Regions from separate parts of the Mus musculus genome. Here regions 1 and 3 are each linked to region 2. A link is a contact called in public promoter capture Hi-C data. All regions are on one chromosome and are shown on one strand. Each heading gives the region's core, a stretch centred on a gene start, on an enhancer-like site or on the middle of the called end of the contact. The rest is flanking DNA. Distances are from core to core; before and after follow the strand shown.

Region 1 (2,826 bases), core at 128-2,627, 2.9 Mb before region 2:
GGAGGCAGAGGCAGGCGGATTTCTGAGTTCGAGGCCAGCCTGGTCTACAAAGTGAGTTCCAGGACAGCCAAGGCTACACAGAGAAACCCTGTGTTAAAAAACCAACCAACCAACAAACAAACAAACAAACAAAAACAAAAAGAAATAAACACAGAACACCTGATCTTTTTGAAAGCCTCTTGCTAAGTTCTCCCACATCAATTTTTTTTATTAGTTCACCTTGACAACAGTGTGTAAGGTACCACCCATGATGTAAACCTGTTCTATGATTTAGGAAGTGGAAGCTTGTAATGTCTGTCACGTGACTAACTTGCTCCAGAGGTCACACTAATAAATGAAGGAAATCCAATGCCCTGCCTTTTCTTTTCTCTGTGCCTCTCTCTCTCTCTTTTTTGTAGTGTGCGCATGTGTGTGTGTGTGTATGTGTATGTACGTGCACTTGCACACATGTGCATTATGTGCATGCCATTGTGTGCACTTGTAGTTCAGAGGACAACTTTTGGCAATAGGTTCTCTTCTACGGTGTAGGTTCTGGAGTTCCAGCGCATATCGTCAGGACTAAAGTCATGTTTCTTTACCCGCTGAGACATCTCACTGGTCCTTTACCCACCACTGACTTTGTAAGATGATCCCTTTTTGCATACCTCAGGAGTTTACTTATATAAGTGGAGGGGACAGCTATACGCAGAGTATTGCAATTCAACTTGCTTCCTTCTACTTCTTAAACTGCGTGATGAGCACACAGAAGCCTGGGTGTAGCTTTTTATACTCTTCATGCCTTAAACATTTCAAAGCACTTTTTAAAGGGGATAGAGGAAGAATTGAGTTTGAGTTGTACTAGATTCTTATGTTTGAAAGAATCCTTCTACTAAGATGTCAGCAAAAGATAGTATTATTGATATTTACTGCACATATTATTTCCTAGATGATTTTAAATAACTTATTTACATGTATCTACTTACCTTACCTAACAGCCTTAATACACAATAATACCTTTCATATCAGATGGAGAAGATGAGTCAAATTTTCAGATGAGGGTGAAAATCTTTTGGGCATCTATTGCATTGTGCCAGTTACAATCCGTAGATATTTGCATCCAGTTAAACTGAGAACTCAAAATAGCTCTCCCGTGACAATGTTGGAGAATGGGATCATGCAGATGGCAGCAATTGTGAAGAAATGTTTCATGCATGAGACGACTGTTTTGCACTGGTCCGAGGAAGGGCTACGTGATTAATGTAAGGTTCTGCCTATTGAGAAAACTTCTTTGCGAGGAAGGGCGGGGTAAGGCTTCAGCGTGGAGGACCACAGACAGGGGGCGGCCTCTCCCGCGGGGCCTCTTTGTCCCGGGGCGCGCTCCCCTCCCCTTGCTGCTCCTAGCGAGCTGAGAAGGCGGAAGCAGCGGCGGCCGCGGCTGGGGCTGAGGCTCCGGCCGTCGGCGGACGCAGCAGCCGCGGCCCACGAGCCGGGAGTTTGGCGTCGGAGCCACTTGGTCTCGGAGTGCCGTGTATGTAGGCGACGCGGCGCAGCCCGGGGAAGCCTTCCCAGTTGGTTGTGAAGTCTCAGCGTGTACGATCGGTGAGTGAGCGGCTTCGAACTAGAGTTCCGGCGGCCGCGGGCCCGGGAGAGTCACCCCCGGTTCCCCACGGGACAGGGACCTGTCGCCGCGAGCCCTCGCTTCCCACAGATAGGACTGGCCATCTCCACGTCCTCCCTCGGGTCCGGGACTCCGCCCCCTTGCCCCCTCTCGTCTGGGTAGCCCTGGGACCCCCTGTCTCAGCACAAAGCCACCTCTGTCCCTGTCGCCTGACAGGTGCAGGATGCGCCCACAGTCCTCCCACGAGCCGGAGGAGCCCTCTGTGCCCTCCCCGGGACTGCGGGTCTCCCCTGCTCTAGCCCCACAGGTCCTGAACCCGCCCCTGGTTTAGGAGCCTCTCCTGGCGTTTCTGTCGCCTTCCGGCACACGGCATCCCTCTCCCCAGCCCCTCTCTTCCTCACCTGGTGTTTTCCCCTGTCCGGGGAAGGAAATCGCCTGCTGGGTTTTCCCGTCCCTTCCAGCTTAAATTAAGAAAAGAAAAGAAAAGAAAAGAAAAGAAAAGAAAAGAAAAGAAGAAAAGAGAAAATCCCTTCAAACTCCCAGAGTGCAGGGGAAAACTTTTTGTGTGCCCTTTTAAATTCGAGAGCGGTTCTAACCTAAGCAGCAAGTTTAAAAAAAAAAAAAGTACGCTGACACCAATGTTCCCCTCCCCACCCCTGCGCTCTCTCGATTGTTCCAGACGCCGTGTTGCTAAAGCTGTTCCTAGTATTTGGCTTCAGGGGAACTCCGGATGAGACTTAGACTGTCTTTGTGTGTGAACAGAAAGCACCTAACGCTTGGATGTATAGGATTAGCTTGTTTTCTGAGAGCAGTCCGCTAGCCTGTGACAGACGTCTAGAAACGAGAACAATTTGTCACAGCCGAAGTATTATATTGGCTTTGAGACTTGAGCTGCTGGCCTTTCATACCTCCTTTGAGGATGCCGGGGTGGGGAGAGCTCTTTTTGGTTTTTGAAATGGAGGGTAAAGAGGTGTCATGTGACTCGAGGAAAGTGTTTGAACCAGTGGCTTAGCCACATGATAGATACAAGAATCATATTTGAGTTTCAGCCTTGATGCCCTGTATATACTATTTCAGTATTATAGCCCTGTTTTACTTGATATCTGCTCCTCATCAGTTTTAGTCACTTGACTTGTATAAAAGAGGGTCCAAAATTCTTGGGTTTTAGAGATGCGAACAATCTTCGAGTAAGGAAAAGATCCTTGAATTTGAGTTCAAAGGTAAATTAC
Region 2 (2,783 bases), core at 218-2,717:
GGCTGATCTCTTGGACCCAGACCTTAGAGACAGCCTGTGTGCATGAAAAAAAAAAAAAAAAAAAAAAGTCTTGCTTTAATTAACTTGATCATGATTTGGGTTGGTGGTCTTTCTCCTTGCATCTGTGACATTAACAATAACCTCTTTAAATGTTTTGATGAATACACGCACGCATAGGCGTGCACACACACATGCACACATATATACACATAAGCTATTTTATATTTCTGGCTTAATTTTGTGGCTATTTTTAGATTTATATATTTATCTTGTGAGTGCCTGTGTGTTTGTAAGTGCAGGAGTTTGCAAGCCATAGTGCATGTGTGGAGGTCAAGGAATAACTTCCTGGAGTCGGTTCTATCCTGTCAACTCATTGGATGCCAGGATCAAACTCAAGTTTTTTGGCCATCACGGCAAGCACCTCCACTCTTTGAACCATCCTGGCTCATTGTGGATATTTTTCTAAGTCAGTCACATCAGCAACAGTTTAAAAGAGTAACGCCCCATTGAGGGAGACTTCTGAAATATTCAGACTCCATTATCAAATGTTGCAGTGACTCAATATATGTACATTTGATTCATGCATCTATTTGCTTAAAAAGATATATGCATCTCATTGTATGGCCCTCGTCCGTGGGCTCTACACACCAGGCTGCCCTCAGAGATCCATCCAGCCTCTGTCTCCCGAGTACTGTGATTAAAGACTTGTGCCACCACCGCTCAATAACCTCCTGGTTACTCGTAAGCCAAATAAGAGCTTTTACCTTTTAAGTTAAATCTTAGCTGCTGTTGCTATTCCTATCTTTAGGCAAGGAAACAGAGACGCAGATAATGCAAATTGCCCAGTCTACTCCTCTATAGTAGGTGAGAAGTCTGGATGCAAAGCAACATTCCTTCGCCACTATCAACGCAATTTTGCAGATAAGAGATCGTGGTGAGACGCTAAACTAAAATCCCCGGTCTAATAGTGAACGGTGACAGCAAAAGTAAAAAAAAAAAAACAAAAAACAAAAAAACAAAAAAACAAAAAAACAAAAAACAGACTTGATGTGTTCCTCTCCTCCCCAAGAAAAGAAAACGTACAGAACGCGTTAGTAGACTCCTTATTCCCGAAACACGAGAGGTATTCACTAACTCTCAACGCTATTCCCTAAAATGGTCAGTTTGCCTGTACAGAGCGGATTGGCAGTCAGGCTTCAGCAGGGAGGAGCTCGGCTCTGCAACTCAGTCGTGAAATTCCAAGAAGCGCGGGAGCTCCCAGGCCAATCGGGTGGATCTTTCCGGCCGGCCTCGGAAATCTGGACAGCGGCGTCATCAGTTCCGGGCGTGACGTTAGCTCACGCACTGAGCCCGCCCTCTGGGAGCGCTCTGCGCTTGTGCACCTCCAATAATCCGGGAGTTAAGCCTCAGCCCCGCCCACTGTCCCGGAAGTGAATACGGAAGCGCCTCACACCCCCTCTGCCGGCTGGGGCGCAGCCATTTTAATTCAAATCTGAGTGGGCGGCGGCGGCGGCGGCGGCGGCAGCGGATTTGGCGGCGGCTTTGGCTCTGAGGGACAGGGGTAGTGTTCCTGGTTTTGGTGGGGTTTGCCTTTAGTTTAATTTTCCTTTTCTAGCTTCCCTTTGCCGGCTGGTGCGTACGTTGTAGTCCCCCGAGGCCATGTCAGGAGACGCAGCCGCGGAGCAGGTGAGGAACGGGAGCGGTGGGGCCTCGTGGCGACCTCTTCTCTCTCTAGCCCTGTGGGTGCGAGCACCCCGTTCGCGTGAGCAAGGGCCCTGAAGAGCTAGTGAGCCCGGGGATCGGGAGCGCATCCCCCGAAGTCTCCCAGGTTTGGGCTTCTCTGTGGCGTTCGTACGAATAAGTATGGGACTTAGACAATGGCAGAGACGTCGCTTCGCCCTGGCCATTGCAGTTTCTTCGGTCGGGACGGTGTATTTCATACCACTTTAGTGTTCCGGTAGTCCCAGATTGTTCTAACGTGTATCTGCGCTGGCAGTGTTTTCCTCGTCTGCCCCCCAGTCCTCTGTCCCCAGAAATAACGAAATCAGTCTGGAAAATTCGGCCCCCGAGAGAGCGAAGGTAAAAAGAGCCACGGCTCTTCCGAGCTTTGGGGGAATTTTGTGGATTCGCTTTCTTCCCCTCTCGTTTAGGAACACTTTATTTTTGCTTTTACGACCACGCAAACATTGCAGAATTTGGTAAACTGAAAACTCGAAATGTGCTTTAGTCACTGTAGGCACCATCTGTTTGGATGGTTAGATATGAATGATACATAAGTATTTTACAAATGGGACTTTTAGATAGGAGATCTCACCCTTTTGCTGTTTGGCTGTTTGTTTGTTTTGGATAGGTTTTCACAGTGTAGCCCTGACTAGGCAGGACCTTCTGACAGGATTGCTTCCTTGGCCTCCAGGCGTCCATCTCCATGTTTGGTTCTTTTGCTCTTTTATATCCTAAATTTTGTAGGCTAGTGTTTGGCTTTTACTGTAAAAAACAAAACTGAGTTTTTGAAAGGTGTGTGTTTTGATCTTGATCCACGTATATTTAGTTTTAAAAGAAAACAAAGTCCTAAATTTCTTATTGCTATAGCAATGAAATACGCTTGTATTTTTATTTCTTTTCTTTTTCCCAAATCCCCAGCTAATAAAATAGAAATTATTGGAGGTTGACAGATGAGGTAAAATAGGACTGTATGTTAATGAAGTGTAGGCAAATTAGAACTTAATTACTTTGGTGACTGAAACGCTTGAGGACCAATTTAATTCCAAGTCTTGGCAGTGCTT
Region 3 (2,700 bases), core at 128-2,627, 2.7 Mb before region 2:
ATTGCCCCATCTGGATGTCAGCTTTCCCTAGTAGCTGGCAAACAGTAGTTAGTACCTCATTCTGGAAGCTCACAGCCTGCAGCCACTTTGAATCAAGACATGGAAAGGCTACACCTAAAGACTTATACAATATTTCAAAGCCAGAAAGCCTGGGATGGCTCAGTTGAGTTGTTATGCTTTCAATTTCTCAAGTGCATTGGTTACTGGTGTGTCACTGTGACAGGAACTAGATGGAAACAACTTAGAGGAGGAAGATTTATTCTGGTTCATGGTTTCAGAAGTTGTAGTCCAACATGGCAGAGCAGGGTGGCAATAATGTACAGCCAAGACTTCTTACACAGCAGCAGACAAGACACCATGCAATCAGGCCAGAACCAGAAGCAGCATAACCCCCAAAGGCCTGCCACTAGAGACCTTCACTAGCAAGGTCCCAGATCCTAAGGGTTCTAACATTCAGCAGTCCCACAAAGCTAGGGTCCAAGTGACCACAGGATGAACCTGCAAAACAGATTTCAGACTCAACCCATAGCAAGGTTGTAGTTAAGCCTTTGACCCAGCGACTGCCACTTTCAGACTCTCTGAAGACTGGAGGGTCTGCCTCTGAGGAAGGTGTTGGCAGGTCTTGCTGCATGACCCTCAACACTCAGTTTTAAGGGAAAGAATGCAGACAGAAGAGACCGTGCCGGAGGTGCACAGAGCTAAGATAGTCAATATCTTCACACGCCTTCTTCCTTTCTAACCCCTTTCCTAATCAGCTGCCCTTCAAACCAGACCTCTTCTTGGACCACAGGAAAGTTACTAAGAACCCTAAGTGACTTAGCTTGACTGTCTGGATAAGGCTAGTTACAAAGGCTCCTATCTCTCCACAAACAGAGAAGAAACTATATGCCTTGAAGCGTTGTTTTTTGTTTTTTGTTTTTTTTGTTTTGTTTTGTTTTTAGGGAGTACTGCAGGCATGTGAGCGTGTGTGTGTGTGTGTGTGTGTGTGTGTGTGTGAATTCCAAGAATTCAAATAGGCAAAGCTTCATTTAAATCCAGATGGTGAGTAGGCCGATCTCTTCTGGGCATCTAAGTTGCCAAGGTGTCTGCCAAGTCTGCAGGTGCATTCACCAGATCAGCCAGCCTACCCAGAGGGGCAAAGGCAAAACCAGTTTCCCTGACCTAGGATGTCCAGCCAGTTGTTCCCTGGAAATCATTCTATATCCGAGTTCTCTCAGTATCTCAGCCCTCTGGTCTTTGAGCTTAGTCATACAGGAGGAAGACTTCCTGGTTCTTTGCACGCCGTTCCCGCCAGCCACGGTGAAGAACTACAACTCCCAGCATGTCCTGCGAGGGGTCACGAGGCACGCTCCGCTTGCTCCGGCTGTCACGTGACTCCAGAAAGATGGCGGCCTTGACAGCAGAGCATTTCGTGGCGCTCCAGAGCCTACTGAAGGTATCTTGAAGGGGTGGGGACGCGTGCGGCCACCGTCTTAGGGTCTGGGACTTGGTGCAAAGCAAGAATTGGGAATAAACCGGCCCTGACTTGGAGCATTGTCCCACTCCCACCCTACCCGCCGCGCGTCAGTGCTTCTTTGTGTGACCCTGAGAAAATCGTTCAGCCTTTCTGAGCTTTTAAACAGGAGCAACAAAATTAATCACGCCCAGATATTAAGGTGGAAGTAAAAATCAGATAGTCGATGTAAATACACCCAAGAATTAGTGACCACGAGTGGTTTTATAGATTGGAGCACTTGGGTGACAGTCACCAGTTCCCATTTCATCCCAGTCTTTACGCCTCTCTCAGGGAAATTCTCTCCTTCTTGTCACCCTAGTACTTCTAGGGACGTCATAAAGTTTGAGTTACTCCTTAGAAGGGTGGCTTTGCATTCCCTCTTAGGACTTATTACTAGTGTGCACACACCATGGATGTCTTTGTGTTCTCTTCTGAGGAACATGATTTCTGTTTCTTCTTGTTTTCCTTTCTTCTCTCTTATCCAGTTGAAGATCAGAAATGATCCTCGTGACACTGTCATTATAAGTCACACATATAATGCCCTTTCCGTTATCCATCTTCCTAGTGTGCATTTGCTCAGTCCACTCCTGAGCACTTTGACTTCATTGTTCACAAGCCTATGCCAACAAGAACAAGACCTGGCACCCAGTATGTGCCGAAGAAATAGCTATGAAGGGCTTTAGTATAGTGGAGCTGTGACTAGGATCCAAGAGTTCTCCTTAGCAGCTTTTTCTCTTCCTTGTGGTTGATTTAAGCCATTCCTTTTCCATGCTTGCTTGTCTTGGGACATTTTCTTTTCCTTGGTAAGTTTTGGAAAATAACATATAGCATACTGAAATCATTAGTAATTCCCTTAATGACTACACACTCATGTAGCCAACACCAGACCACAGACTGAGACACCAGTACCCCCAGTGCCTCCCTGGTTACTTACTTCACTTGCCTTCCCAACAGTGCATAGCTTCGGACACCATGTACTATTACTCAGTCTCTGAACTCCACAGAAATGGAACACTTCTTCATATCAGTGTTCACATCTGGCTTCCAGTCATGATTGTAGCAATAGCTCATTTTCACTGCTCTATTGTTTAAATACACTTTATTAAAAGCTAACTATAATATCTCCTGTAGTTGTGGGAAATAATGCAGAGAGATTTTTGTCCCATGTTCCTTAATGGTGACTTCCTGGATATCTACAGAACAAT

What was found. Capture Hi-C pulls out chosen DNA fragments and counts their contacts.
Region 1: a promoter capture Hi-C map of liver shows a contact between it and region 2, with 5 times the contacts expected there. The contact joins the promoter of Traf6 here to the promoter of Cstf3 in region 2. A contact is called at or near these places in 1 of 39 promoter capture datasets (pre-B cells) and 2 of 9 other capture datasets (adipose tissue and liver).
Region 3: a contact with region 2 is called in a promoter capture Hi-C map of liver, with 4 times the contacts expected there. The contact joins the promoter of Commd9 here to the promoter of Cstf3 in region 2. A contact is called at or near these places in 1 of 39 promoter capture datasets (neutrophils) and 1 of 9 other capture datasets (liver).

Annotation. Positions count from the first base shown.
Region 1 is chr2:101,677,043-101,679,868 of GRCm38.p6, forward strand. It overlaps Traf6 (TNF receptor-associated factor 6), which reads left to right and starts at 1,378. Exons shown (of 7, transcript NM_001303273.1): 1 at 1,378-1,578.
Region 2 is chr2:104,589,017-104,591,799 of GRCm38.p6, forward strand. It overlaps Cstf3 (cleavage stimulation factor, 3' pre-RNA, subunit 3), which reads left to right and starts at 1,468. Exons shown (of 21, transcript NM_145529.3): 1 at 1,468-1,686. The coding sequence starts at 1,660.
Region 3 is chr2:101,884,885-101,887,584 of GRCm38.p6, forward strand. Commd9 (COMM domain containing 9) reads left to right here and starts at 1,378. Exons shown (of 6, transcript NM_029635.3): 1 at 1,378-1,435. The coding sequence starts at 1,385.